Linked DNA regions of Cyprinus carpio: region 1 is linked to region 2. A link is a contact called in public Hi-C data. All regions are on one chromosome and are shown on one strand. The core of a region is the stretch at or near the end of the contact, and the rest is flanking DNA. Distances in the headings are between cores, read along the strand shown. Region 1 holds the start of LOC109092184 (pleckstrin homology domain-containing family G member 3). Region 2 overlaps LOC109092184 (pleckstrin homology domain-containing family G member 3).

Evidence for each region. A called contact is a pair of places that touch in the nucleus more often than the background predicts.
Region 1: a contact with region 2 is called in a Hi-C map of liver, with 7 times the contacts expected there. The contact joins the promoter of LOC109092184 here to the enhancer-like site in region 2. A contact is called at or near these places in 6 of 8 Hi-C or Micro-C datasets (liver, red blood cells and skeletal muscle).

The regions. Positions count from the first base shown.
Region 1 is chrA17:1,148,806-1,156,147 of ASM1834038v1, reverse strand. LOC109092184 (pleckstrin homology domain-containing family G member 3) reads left to right here and starts at 4,132. Exons shown (of 18, transcript XM_042773366.1): 1 at 4,132-4,276. LOC109057707 (kunitz-type protease inhibitor 1-like) reads left to right here. Exons shown (of 11, transcript XM_042773367.1): 10 at 221-280; 11 at 1,845-2,776. The coding sequence ends at 2,035.
Region 2 is chrA17:1,112,237-1,119,131 of ASM1834038v1, reverse strand. LOC109092184 (pleckstrin homology domain-containing family G member 3) reads left to right here. Exons shown (of 18, transcript XM_042773366.1): 3 at 6,674-6,774. Among protein-coding and RNA genes, the nearest start is that of xgb, 25 kb to the right of the region's middle. Within about 2 kb of position 5,236, at least 1 of the 8 cell types and tissues checked has an H3K27ac peak or open chromatin away from gene starts, as enhancers often do.

The sequences.
Region 1 (7,342 bases), core at 2,883-5,382, 38 kb before region 2:
TAAAAAACAGCTTGCTCTGACACAGGGTAAAAAAGATGTTTTTTGCACTACCTTTGAATCATTTTAAACAAACTATGTTACAGACTTTTCATTAAGACCCTGAAGAATCATATCAACTTGTGGAAAATGGGCATCTGATGACCCCTTTAAGAAAACATGAGCCTGTAAACTTACCGAGGTTGTTTCTCCTGCAATCATGTGTCTTTATTTTGTATTTCAGAGTCTGATGTGTTTGCCAGACGAGCTCATTTTGAGAAGCAAGAGGGCAAGAACGAAACAGGTAATGCCACTTATACAAAACACGCTTCATAATTAAAGCAGAAATATCATTCCTCGCATGCTTTCCTTAAAAGAAGAATGTTGAGTGTATGGGAAATGAGTCAGAAATTAAACCGAAGTACCGTGATCTATTACTCCGTGTCTGTGTCAGTGGTATTTTAATATCATTGAGATGCGATCATAGTTTATATTTTAAATCAGGTTTTGTTTTATTTTTAATAAATATTTTAGTTATTTTGATGGATTCGCCCTAGCTACGTGTTACCAACCACCCGAAATACCCTAGCAACACCCTAGCAACGACCCAGAATAACCTAGCAACTGCCAAGCAACACCTTATCAACCACATAGGAATGTAGTTGTAACCCCTAATAACTGCCATGGAAAACCTTATAGAAACACCCAGATGGCAATAGAATGCCATAGAATTGCAACTGCCTAGCAACCACTCTGAACACCTTAGCAACAGACCAGTGCCAAATTTTGCCAAGGAAAGCACCATTTACATTTTCTTCAGAAAATGTACCTATTTAGTTATTATTATTATTATTATTACTGTGTGTGTGTGTGTGTGTGTGTGTGTGTGTGTGTGTGTGTGTGTGTATACATTAAAAAATAAAAAATAAATCAGCAACATGAATGAAATGAAAATGGGAAATGTTGCCCAGGCATATAGCTGAAATAAAATGTTTATTTATTTAGATTTTTATATTTATATTATTATTATTATTGGCATATAGCTGAAATAAATTATATATATAGAATATATATAGTATATATATATATATATATATATATATATATATATATATATATACATAATATTATATTATTATTATTATTATTATTATTATTATTATTATATGAAATTATTTGATATATTTTTATGTTTTTATTTTTATATTTTTATATTTTTATTTTTATCGTATTATTATTATTATTATTATTTTACATTTTTATATTTTATATTTGTATTTATTTATATTATATTTATATATATTTTTTATATTATTATTATTATTGTAATTATTATTTTTATATATTTTTATATTTTTTAGTCTTATATATATATATTTATATCGTTGTATTATTATTATAGTATTATTATTTTACATTTTTATATTTATATTTGTATTTATTTATATTATATTTATATATTTTTTTATATTATTATTGTAATTATTTAATATATTTTTATATTTTTTATTCTTATATATTTATATCGTTTTATTATTATTATTATTATTATTATTATTATTATTATTTTACATTTTTATATTTTATATTTGTATTTTTTAGATTATTATTATTATTATTATTTTATTTCACGTAACAAATGTTTTATAGTTTTAATTAACAGTAATAACCCTGCTCTGTCTTAGGTAATATTTCGTTTAGTGTATCCTCAAACTAAATAGCAAAAATAATGCACCTTGCATGTCTTTTTTTTCATGGAAACAAATGTTGAGTAGGTCTTTAGTCTGTAGTCTGCTGCTGTTCCTCTGTTTGAATCTCCTGACGTGTCCAGATGTGTTACGTAACGTGACTCTGGTGTCTCTGTTCAGCTATCATCGCCATGGCCATCGTACTGGGCCTCGCCATCGCCATCCTGCTGGTTGTTATCACATTTTATCTTCTGAATGGAAAGAAAAAGCGCAGAAACAAACATCAGCATGTGGCCGTGAACGGCGGACACGTCAACACCTACGGAGATTTAGAGAAACTCGTCTACAACAGCACAACCAAACCCATCTGAGCATTAACTCGGTTTAACAGGACATCTGACCGCACTGCAGCAGCGTGATCTGACAATCTGTTTGTACATGCAATAATTATTTCTTCACTTGTTTCAAGTAGACCGGCTGGAATCTGTGCAGAAAGTTCGTTTGCTTTGCTTGTTTTGAGTTTTCAAACAACTTTTACTGCCATCAGCTTTTTCACTTCTCTTATTTCTGTCCTTTGCTTTATATATTAGCTCGTTGGATGTTGCTCAGGGGTAAATATGTGTTGCAATAGCATATAATAAAGTACATTTTAATGACCACAAAAGACGAAATCATGATTCTTGAGCCATGTACTTTTATTTTGCAACACAGCTGTGTGAAGACTGGATTGTTTGTTTGTTTTAAATGCTGCCTCGTCGGTTAATCTTAAAGCCATGTAAGCTTACTATGTTAAATTAGTTTCATATTTTAGTTTCTTTGGAATCTGAGATGATGATTTACGGCTCTTTGTTTTAATATGTATACTCTTGTTTTATTTTTCCATTATCTACATTAGGAGTTTTATTTAGTAGTTTTATTTTAGTTCTTTTTTATTGTTTTTATTTTTTTTTTATTTTAGTAAGCTGAAGTTCTGAATCCAAAAATGACATTTATGGTGAAAAATCGTACCCCACAATGCAAATTTGTACATAGACTTTTTAAAATGTGTATCAAAAACTTTGTAATGTCTGAACTATTAATCTTGGAAAGTCTCAATAAAACTAATATGTACAGACTGTGTGTGGATGTTTTTAATTGTGTGATATATATATATATATATATATATATATATATACATATATATATATATATATATATATATATATATATACATATATATATATACATATAGATTTCTATTTTAAATAAATGCAGTTCTTTTTAACTTTTTATTCATCAAAGAATCCTGAAAAAAAGTATCACAGCTTTCAAAAAATATTTGGCTGTACAAATGTTGCCAACATTGATAATTCTAATAATAAATCAGCATATTAGAATGATTTCTGAAGGATCATGTGACACTTTATACTGGAGTCATGATGCTGGAAATTCAGCTTTGCATCACAGATGTAGTTTATATTTTAAAGGATATTTAAATAGAAACCATTATTTTATATTCTAATAACATTTTGCAAGATTACAGTTTTTTTTTCTGTATTTTTGATCAAATAAATGTAGCCTTGATGAGCAGAAGAGGCTTTTTTAAAAAACATTACAAGTCTGACTGATCCCAAACTTTCGAACGGTAGTGTGTGTGTGTGTGTGTGTGTGTGTGTGTGTGTGTGTGTGTGTGTGTGTGTGTGTGTGTGTGTGTGTGTGTGTGTGTGTATATATATATATAGAAAGGAGGTCGTGCTATTCTATGATCTGCAGAGGGCGCTATTGACTCAAAATGAAAATCTACAAAGCCTTAGTGAGAAGCCTAGTGTTAATAGTTAAAAGTTTGGGTTCAAAAAACAAATGTTTTTTTGGGCCTTAGTGAGAAGACGACAACATTATATATATATATATATATATATATATATATATATATAATATATATAATATATATATATACCGATTTTAAACCGATTTTAACCCCATTCCATGTTTAGTAATCAAGGCCGGCTGTGATTGGTCCATCCTTATCAGCGCTGAGAAAAGTAACATGGCACTCTGGCGCTTTTGGTTAATCAGGAGTGAATTTGCAACTGAATAAAAACACTATGCCATTAATGACAAAATAGTTAAATTTTTCTGTCTTTATACGCTTATAAAATATATATTTTTAATTTAATACATTTAAGAAATACGCAAATAAATTTCCAAAAATTCAAATATTAAAAAATGATTAATTCAGCAGTCATCACCGGCTGTGATTGGTCCATTCTAATCAGCGCTGAGAAAAGTAACACGTAGTACGCCACGCACGGCGCTTAGCGCTCTTGCTTCATCAGAAAATAATAATTGCAGCTAAGCAAAAAAAAACTGTAATTGCGTATATATATTGATTTAAACCGCGAGGTGAACATTACAAAATTGCAACATTTTTATTTAGACATTTGCAACAAGTTTGTGTCGCTAAGCCCCGCCCATCTGTTTCTGTGGTTTAGGAGTTGAGACTGAAGTCGGTCAGTCAGCGCTGCTGCATATGACCTGATCATACCGAGCTCTCCGAGGAAAATAATACACGCATAAATGTCTGCGAGGTGCGAATGAACTGCAACCTCCTCAAATAACGAGGAACTCAGTCGGTAAGGGTTCTTGTCTTCATTTAAAGACTCGGAACTATGGTTTGTGATGCTAAAACTACATCAAAATGAAACAGTTCCAGCTGTTAGAGATTTTCCTTAATTTTTAAAGACAGTAAAAGTGCAGTTAATGAACTTCGCGTGTGTTTTTGCTGTCCTCCTGTCTTGTTTTTGGAGAAAACAACTTGCTGAAAGTTTGTAGGCGCGTGCTGTTATTAATCACATTCGCGGTTTTACTGGTTAAAATGTTTCAGATGCACGTATGCAATGATATTTGGTGATTGAGATCAAGATACAGATCAAATCATTTTGTGTAGAGCTTATTTGAAACGTCGAGAGATTGCGTAAAAAGTTCTTTATTCAGAGTTCTTGATGCTTTCTGTGCACTTAAGTACATTATAACAGTTTACTAAAGACCTTTAAACCACATGCATGCAGATTTAAACTGCAATTAATTTTTTTGTTGTTTATTTTTTGTTCTGTGGAATGTGGATGTTCTGCATTTGTCAGTGGTTTCTTTCCATCAGTTTCATTCATCTCATTGCATGATACTGTCATGCTGAAGTGTCTCTGATGAAGTGTGTGTACTCTGAAGGGAGTGACTTTGATTAACAAACGATGAGGTGTTGATTTAGTGAAACATTTGTGCATCTTATCTGTTTTATATGACCCCTAAAGGATGCTTGTGTTGGTCCTGTGAAGACATTTCATTTGGGTATTTGTGGTTATGGATGTTGTAACTCTTTGCAGCATTTCCTACAATTGTGGAAAACTTGGACATATACGGATAAAGCCATGGAAACAAATGAAATCATAAAAGTCATGGAAAGTCTAGAGTGAATGCATGTTTTGTAGTTGTGCTCTGCTGTTAAATCTCTTATGTACTGAAGCTTGTTTCGGAGACGGGATAAAAAAATGAAAAAGGTAACTGCAACTTTTTAATCTTAGAGTTAGGACATTTGTTTTCTTGCAATTCTGGGGAAAAATGTAAGAAAAAGTTAACTCACTCTCAATTGCAGATTTATAACTTACAATTGCAAGATGTAAAATCTGAATTCCCAAAAAAAAAAAAAAAAAAAAAAAGTTAGAATCGTGAGATGTTAACTCAGAATTAAGAGTAAAAATGTCAGCATCCTGACACTCAAAATTCAGAGAAAAAAGCCTGAATTGTGAGAAAAAGATGCAAGACATTAACGCATAAGTGCAAATTTATAACTTGGAATCACGAGATGTAAAATCAGAATTCCAAGAAAAATGTCTGAATTGTAAAATTTAAACGCAGAATTCAAAGGAAGAAAAGTCTGAAATGCGAGGAAAAATGATTCAAGACATTAACTGACTCACTGCTGCAAATTTATATTATAATAATGTTACACTGTAATTTATTATAATTTATATTTATAAAAAATTCAGTAATCGCAAGATGTAAACTCAGAATTCAGAGAAAAAAATTGTCAGAATCACATGATATAAACTCAGAATTCCGAGAAACAATGTCAGGATCAGGAGATGTAAACTCAGAATTCCGAAAAAAAATTCACTATCGTGAGATCGTAAACTCATGCCACGTTTATACTAGTTTGTTTTTATTTTAAAACGTGTAACTTTTGCTACAGTTAGGCCTGTCGTTTACACTACCACAGCATTTTGAAAACGCTGCAGATCCCAGTTTAGGTTGAAACTCCGGGGTTTTAATTCGCAAAAATGATGATTTTTTTGAAGGTGGTGGCGACTGTGCACATTTTTTTTTTGTGTGTTTTTGGAGAGCGTGTAAAATATAATATTGTGCATTTTTTTGTATGTATGAATGGTCATGTGACAAGCGTTTTCAGTTGTGTAGTGTGGATGGAGATCGTTTATGAAACGCTGTGTAAACGTAGCCTCAGAATTCTGAGAAAAATGACAGTATCACGAGACATTAATTCACTCACAATTGCAAATTTATAATTTGGAAATGCAGAATTCTGAGAAAAAATGTCAGAATTGTGAGATGTAAACTCAGAATTCAGAGACGTACTGTAAACTTGCAATTGTGAGGGAAAAAAGTTTTATTGTATAACCTTGTTTTTTATTCCGTGGCAGAAACATGCTTCCATACTTATGGGCTAGATGTTGAGTAACACTTTTGTTCAGACGGTAGTAGTGCTGCACAATTAATCAAATTTCTAATTGCGATTACAATTACGGATGCCACTATTATGTAATCGTTCAAAGCAGTCCACTTATGTTATTCTGCACGCTTAAGATATATATTTTTTCTTTCTACATGTTATCTTAAGGGTTTTTCCATTGTTTTAGTATAATATTATAACACATTCATATTTGTCTTTTTTTCATAATTTAAACCAATCCAATGTATAGTTGACATTTAAAGCTTAATACTGTAGAAAAGTGCTAAAAGTTTTTTTAGCTTGCTTATATTCATATAAAAATATGGCATGCAGTTGCATCAAACAATGGTATAAACATCATTCAATGTAAATTGTGATAATCGTAATTAATAATCGCAATTACAATTTCAAGGGAATAATCAACAATTATGTTTTCAACATAATCGCGCTGCCCTAGATGTTAGTAATGTCTGGTTTGTTAGTGAATCAAACTGTTTTCGTCACTGATCATTAAAAACACAGTCAGCCACTAATTATTTACTGGCGTGAGAGATTATTAGTTACCGAGCTGTCACAAGCGTTTACTCTCATTCTCCATTCGTTCAGCTTCCCAGCACAGCAGACCTCTCACGGTTCACGCTCTGGTCTTCACGGGTGTAATCAGACACACTAGATGTTTTTAGATGGGGTCAGTGTTTTACTTTGACCTTTCAGGGTTAAAAGTCCCCAAAGGAACAGCGTTTCTGGGGTTATTTGTCCAAGTAGAGGTTTAACAGCTGAATCCTGAGAGGAGAAGTTTATGGATCTCCAAGAAGAAGCTCTTTGTCTCTTCATTGTGACGGAGCCCAGGCCTGAATCAGAGGGGTTTCAAAGGGTTCAAGTTTAAGACCTTCTCGGAAAATTAGTTTTAATGTACTGTATATGCTTTTAGAGAAGTTCTGCGCCAGTGAAATGGTAT
Region 2 (6,895 bases), core at 3,987-6,486:
AAAGCGGAGTTCAATTTTACTAGCCACATCAAGGCCTGATTACTGCCAGACCTGTTGAATCAAGAAATCACTTAAATAGAAGCTGTCTGACAACGTGAAGCATGCTTAAAGAGCAAAACATCATGCCGCGATCTAAAGAAATTCAAGAACAGATGAGAAACAAAATAGTTGACGTATCAGTCTGGAAAGGGTTATAAAACCATTTCTAAGGCTTTGGGACTCCAGCGAACCACGGTCAGAGAGCCATTATACACAAATAGAGAGAACTTGGAACAGTGGTGAACCTTCCCAGGAGTGGGCAGCCTAACAGAATTACTTTAAGAGCACAACGACGAACCCAGAACAACATCTAAAGAACTGCAGCCTCACTCGCCTCAATAAAGCTCAGTGTTCATGATTCAACAAGAAAGAGACTGGGCAGAAACTGCATCCATGGGAGAGTTCCAAGGCAAAAGCCATTGCTGACCAAAAAGAACACAAAGACTCATCTCACATTTGCCAAAAAATATTTTGATTATCCACAAGACTTTTGGGCGAATATTCTGTGGACTGATGCGACAAAAGTTGAACTTTTTGGAAGGTGTGTCCCGTTACATCTGGCGTGAAAGCAACACCGCATTTCATAAACAGAACATCTTAGCAACAGTCAAACATGGTGGAGGTAGTGATGGTCTGGGGCTGCTTTGGACCTTCAGGACCTGGACGACTCGCCATAATTGACAGAAGCATGAATTCTGCGCTCCATCAGAAAATCTTGAAGGAGAATGTTCAGCCATCAGTTTGTGACCTCAAGCTCAAGCGCACTTGGGTTCTGCAGCAGGACAATGATCCCAAACACAGCAGCAATCCCACCTCCGAATGGCTCAAGAAAAACAAAATTAAGGTTTTGGAGTGGCCAAGTCAAAGTCCGGATTTAAATCCGATTGAGATGCTGTGGCATGACCTTAAACGCTCCATTCATGCTCCAATGTGGCTGAATTTAAACAATTCTACAAAGAAGAGTGGGCCAAAATTCCTCCACAGCGATGTAAAAGACTTATTGCCAGTTATTGCAAACACTTAATTGCAGTTGTTGCTGCATAGGGTGGCACAACCAGTTATTAGAATTAGGGGGCAAATACTTTTTCATGTAGTGCCAGGCAGGTTTGGACAGCTTTTTTCCCTTAATGAATTAATTATTTCAAAACTGCATTTTGTATTTACTCGGGTTATCTTTGTGTAATATTAAAATTAGTTTGATGATCTGAATCATTCAAGTGTGACAAGTATGCAAAAAAAAAAAAAAAAAAGGAATGGGCAAAAACTTATATATACATTTTATTTTTATTTTTTAAAGAAATTAGTATTTTTCATTCAGCAAGGATGTTTTAAATGAATAAAAAGTGATAGTACAGACTCGTATTGTTAGAACAGATTTCTATTTTGAATAAATGCTGCTCTTTTGAACTTTCTATTCATCTGAGAATCCTGAAAAATAAAATGTATCACAGTTTCCACAAAAATATTGTGCAGCACAACTGTTACAGCTGCACATCACAGAAATAAATTACAGTTTAAATTCTATTACAAAAAGGAAAACATTACTTTAAATTTTAAGTATTAAAATATATATATATACCGTATATACACACGTGTGTATGTATATAAAATGTTAATTAGTATATTTTATATTTAAAAAATTTTTAAAAGTCATTGAGCTTGTTACAGTGCATAAAGGATACATGTGATGCTTTTTGTGAGCGTAACTTTGATGCCTAAAAGTGCTGTTAATGTAGGATTCTCACTAGGCTTTAAAGAGAAAGTGTTCCTCTACATGTCCCATAAGCCCTCCACAAAGCCGCTGACAGCTCTATCATCTCTAACGGCCACTTCCTGTAACCTTACCAGCCTCAGACAAACAGATGGTTCCTCACCCTTTTGCAGAACACCCAGAATGCCGTGCTATAAAGCCACTACTACAAACCAACAACTAATTAGAGATGCTGAGGTTTTGAACCTCATTGCACTACTGCTGTTTTTTGTCGTTGGATCACGGCCATCGTTTCCCACTCAGGGTGGAGTGCTGCGTCAGCAGGATGTCTCGCTGCTGAACACGGGGATTCCTGGGGTTCGTAGGTTTTCACAGGTGTCACTCCTCATGCGGAAATGTGTTTGCACTTTCATATTCCTTATGCACGACTTTCCGTCCACCAGTATTGCATTGCTGACCGTCTGCAACACATATAATGCAGTCTTGATGAACATAAACAGTGAGCTGCACTTTAAGGGATCGTACTCGTGTTCCTAATGTTAGACCTTATTAAATACTTTCTTCTAAGGCAGCATAGCATGCATCTTTTGGGAAATCCCATAATGCATTGCCATCTCAGCGGAAAATGTGCAGTGCACGGAAAAGATGGCGACATAATATTATTTTTGGTCCTCAAATTTTAAATCGGAAATCAGCTGTGCTATTTTACGACTGAAAAAGTATGTATTCCTTTGACAACTGTCTGACAAGTGATCGTATCTTCATTGATGCTTTTTGAGAATTCTTTAATCTTGCTTAGAACAAAACTAACTATTATCTAAATCCAGAGCTCTAGAGCATTTAGATGAATGTGTAAATATGTGCTGCGCGCTTTCCTCTCTAATGAAATAAACACACAACAAAAATGCCAGAGGTGAGAAAACAGCCGTTAAGAAAGCATCTGATCATAGCATCAAGTTTATTTATATAGTGCTTTATAAAATAAACTGATTTAAAGCACGCAACTTTACAGTATTAAACTTGAAAAAAAAGGTTCAGTGTCACTTTCATTTAGAATTACAGCTTGATTTTCTGTTATAAAGCAGCTGTCCAAATTTTTTTATTAGTGCATGCATGTCTGTCATCTCATTCTTGTGTGCCAGATGTGTGTTTGTACTGTAAAAAAATTATTGTATAATACTTGTAATTTTACAATAGTAATAACATTGTTTGACTTTTTCTAAAAAGCTTAGGTGAATAGATTTATTTATTGATTAGAAAATGTGTAACTTAATATTTTAACTAATTGTAAAAGCTGAATGATAGAACAGAGCCTACTGATTAATCAGTTTAATAATCAATGATTAGTCAATTAATGGTTGTAATAATAGTTAGTTAATCGATTATAAAAATAATTGTTTGTTGCAGCCCTATCTAACTCACTTAATTTACAAAGCTCAGTCGTGTGCCAGACTTTTGACAGTCTTTTCAAACAATATTTAAATCTCTATTTAGAGCAAAAACAACTGATATTTAAATCTCTAATTAACACTAAATCAACCGATATTAAAATCTTTAATTAGAACAAAACTTACCAGTATTTAAATATCTTAATAGAACAAAAACTAGATATTTAAATATCTTAATAGAACAAAAACTAGATATTTAAATATCAAATCAGAACAAAAACAACCAAGATTTAAATCCATATTTAGAACAAAACAAACCCATATTTAAATCTCTAATTAACACTAAATCAACCGATATTTAAATCTTTAATTAGACTAAACTGACCAGTATTTAAATATATTAACAGAACAAAAACTACAGATATTTAAATATCTAGTTAGAACAAAAACAACCAATATTTAAATCCATATTTAGAACAAAACATGCATATTTAAATCTCTAATTAACAATAAATCAACCGATATTTAAATCTTTAATTAGAACCAAACTGACCAATATTTAAATATCTTAATAGAACAAAAACTAGATATTTAAATATCAAATCAGAACAAAAACAACCAAGATTTAAATCCATATTTAGAACAAAACAAACCCATATTTAAATCTCTAATTAACACTTAATCAACCGATATTTAAATCTTTAATTAGACTAAACTGACCAGTATTTAAATATCTTATTAGAACAAAAACTACAGATATTTAAATATCTAGTTAGAACAAAAACAACCAATATCTAAATCCATATTTTGAAAAAAAAAAAACAATGCATATTTAAATCACTAATTAACACTAAATCAACCAATATTTAAATCTTTAATTAGAAAAAAAACTGACCAATATTTAGAATATCTTAATAGAACAAAAACTACAGATATTTAAATCTCTAATTAGAACAAAAGCAACCAAAATTAAAGTTTCTAAACTGGCCAAAACCAACCCATATTTAATTCTCTTAATAGAACAATATTAACCAATATTTAAACCTCTAAAATGAACAAAAGCAACCAACATTTAAATCTCTTAATTGTCTTTAATTGCTCAGACATGCACCCAAGTCACTGCAGCACTGATATATGTGCTAGAGAACACTAAACATACACTATAATCAGATCTAAATCCAGAGGATCACTTGCATCATCGTTATGTATCATCATATTGCCCAGCCCTAAAACTCACTCTATGTAAAGCACAAACTCATTATAGACATGACAGTATGAAATATGACTTTACAAGTGTGTTTTTTTTTACCTAAAAGGTTTTGAAAGTGCCTTTTGCTCTGATATGAGGTGCATTAGGTCTGAGGTAGCATTTCGAAGGGTCTTAAATATGGCTCATAAGTGGGCTCTGGTGAGCCGTGTGTCTCTCACAGCAAGTCAGATACTGATGTCATATGTTACCAGGATCGTCTGGGAATTTGAAACCAGAGTCCATTTAGGTTCTTGAACGTGTTGCAGCTCTTAGTTTAGCTCCCTAAATAATCTAATGCACTTCCTGTTGGAAATGAAGAACTTCGTTTGTGTTTTTAGAGACTTTTCCGACCTGTTCCTGTTGTTGGGTTTTATTCAGATTTAATGTGTGTTATATGTGGATTGCTCAGGACTTTGGACTACATTTGTACCTGTAAAGTGCTTAATAAAAAAGACGAATGAGTGAGTTTGGCGTTGGTCAATGTAAACTACAGGAAAACGCCCAAATATGGTGATTCACACCAGCCTGATCTGACATCTGTTTGGGTGAAACTGGACGTTTTGTTGGTCGTTTAACATTGCAAATGGACTCAGACTCTCACAGAGAGTGTCCACACCCTGCCTCGACTTCTTTTGCATTGATTGTCTCCTAAATTCCCTGTAGTTTCTGTTACGTAGGTGCATGTTCTGCACGTCTTATGTTGGAGCTGAATGTCCATGTGATGCTGTTGCATAATGAAGGCTCTCATGCAGAATATCTGCTCATTATGTTTGCGCTTCGGGTGAAGGATGTTGAACTCCTCCCTGAGCTGCGGCGCTCTGAATCACAGCCAAACTTGGCCGTGAAACCGTTTCCTAATATGAGCATTGGGCGGTGTGTGTGTGTGTGTGTCATGCTTTCTATGATGTGGGCTGCTGAACTCCAGCTTGATCTGGCCTGTTTGGAGCAGCACTGAACAGGGTTTAAATGCCGCGTGAGAGCGTTACGAAAAACATTCAAAAACATTTTCAGATTAGAAATAATTTCCTTAAAGAAAAGCTTTTGGGGTGTTTTCTTTTTGCAGTATCATGCAATTTTTATGCTCTGTATAATGCAAACAAAAAAGATTGTTATTGCAATAACAAAGATCATACTTTGTTAGTACTGCATTTATGCTGACTTTAATAAATCAATGCATTGCATTGCATGTGAGGTTTACATGCATGAATAATACTTTCAAGAATTTGTTCAGTTTAGAAATAATTTACTAAACTTTCAGAAAATATAGCCTGGTGGGTTTTTGTTTTGTTTTGGTGTTTTTTGCATTGACAGTTTTCATGCCATTCTCATTACTATAATGCAAAGTAATATATATTTTCATTATTGTAATGAGGAATTTCATACATTGTTAGTAGTACCGAGTTTAATTAATGAAATCAATCAATGCATTGTAATTATTGTGTGTCAGTGTTTATAGCCATGCAGAATTTAGTACTGTGGTATTACCGCGGTATAGTGATGCTATCAGATGGTTTCTTTGATAGATACCAGTTTACATGCATGTGGTTTTAAAAACAGCTTTCAAGAATTAGAAATCATTTATTTAAAGAAAATGAAGCCTCTACAGTTTTTTGCATTTGCATTGACAATTTTCATGGCATTCTCGTTAATATACTGCAAAAAAAAAAAATTCTGATATATTATTTCAGTGTGGAATTTCATACATTGTTAGTACTGCATGTACAGTATGCTGCCTTTAATTAATAAAACAAATCAGTGCATTGCATTGTGTGTCAGTGTTTGTTGTTTTGAGTGTCCGGCTGAATTTAGTTCCTCAGTTTCATTTAGAGGTTAGTCTAGACAAAGTACTGTGGTATTACCATGGTACAGTGATGCTATCAGATACCATGGTACTGAATGATTAATCTATTGATATGCAATGATATTTGCAAATAATACCACCATACTACCATGAAATATTTGCTTTTGTCAGTGTAGTAAATGCAAAGGCGATAAACCGATTAGATTAGAAACATAATACACTGGGAAAAAATTGGTGTTTACTCAGAAATAGCTAGTAAATTTCACAATTATTTATAACGAAATGGCAAGTTCATTTACAAGTCAATGTTTTTCAGTTTTCAAATGTATTTTGTAAGCATTAATAGAGTGAGTGTGCAGTTTTCCTTCAGTTCTCTAGCGCCATCTGCTGAGCAGTTGAAGGCATTACAGTACAAACAAGATGGGTAATAGTTTATCATTGGTTGAGTTTGAAATGATACTTATTTCCCTTTTTCCAATTTTCAGGATTATCTTGTGCACATTATTGACACCAGGGACCTTCCCATCAAACCAGAACAAGTGTGCTCACTTTTTGGGAATATTGAACACATTTATGAGTTCAACAGGTAAGATTCGACCCTAATGACTTCATATGCATTTTACATGCTTTTATGCAATGCACACACACACACACACACACACACACACACACACACACACACACACACACACACACATACATATATA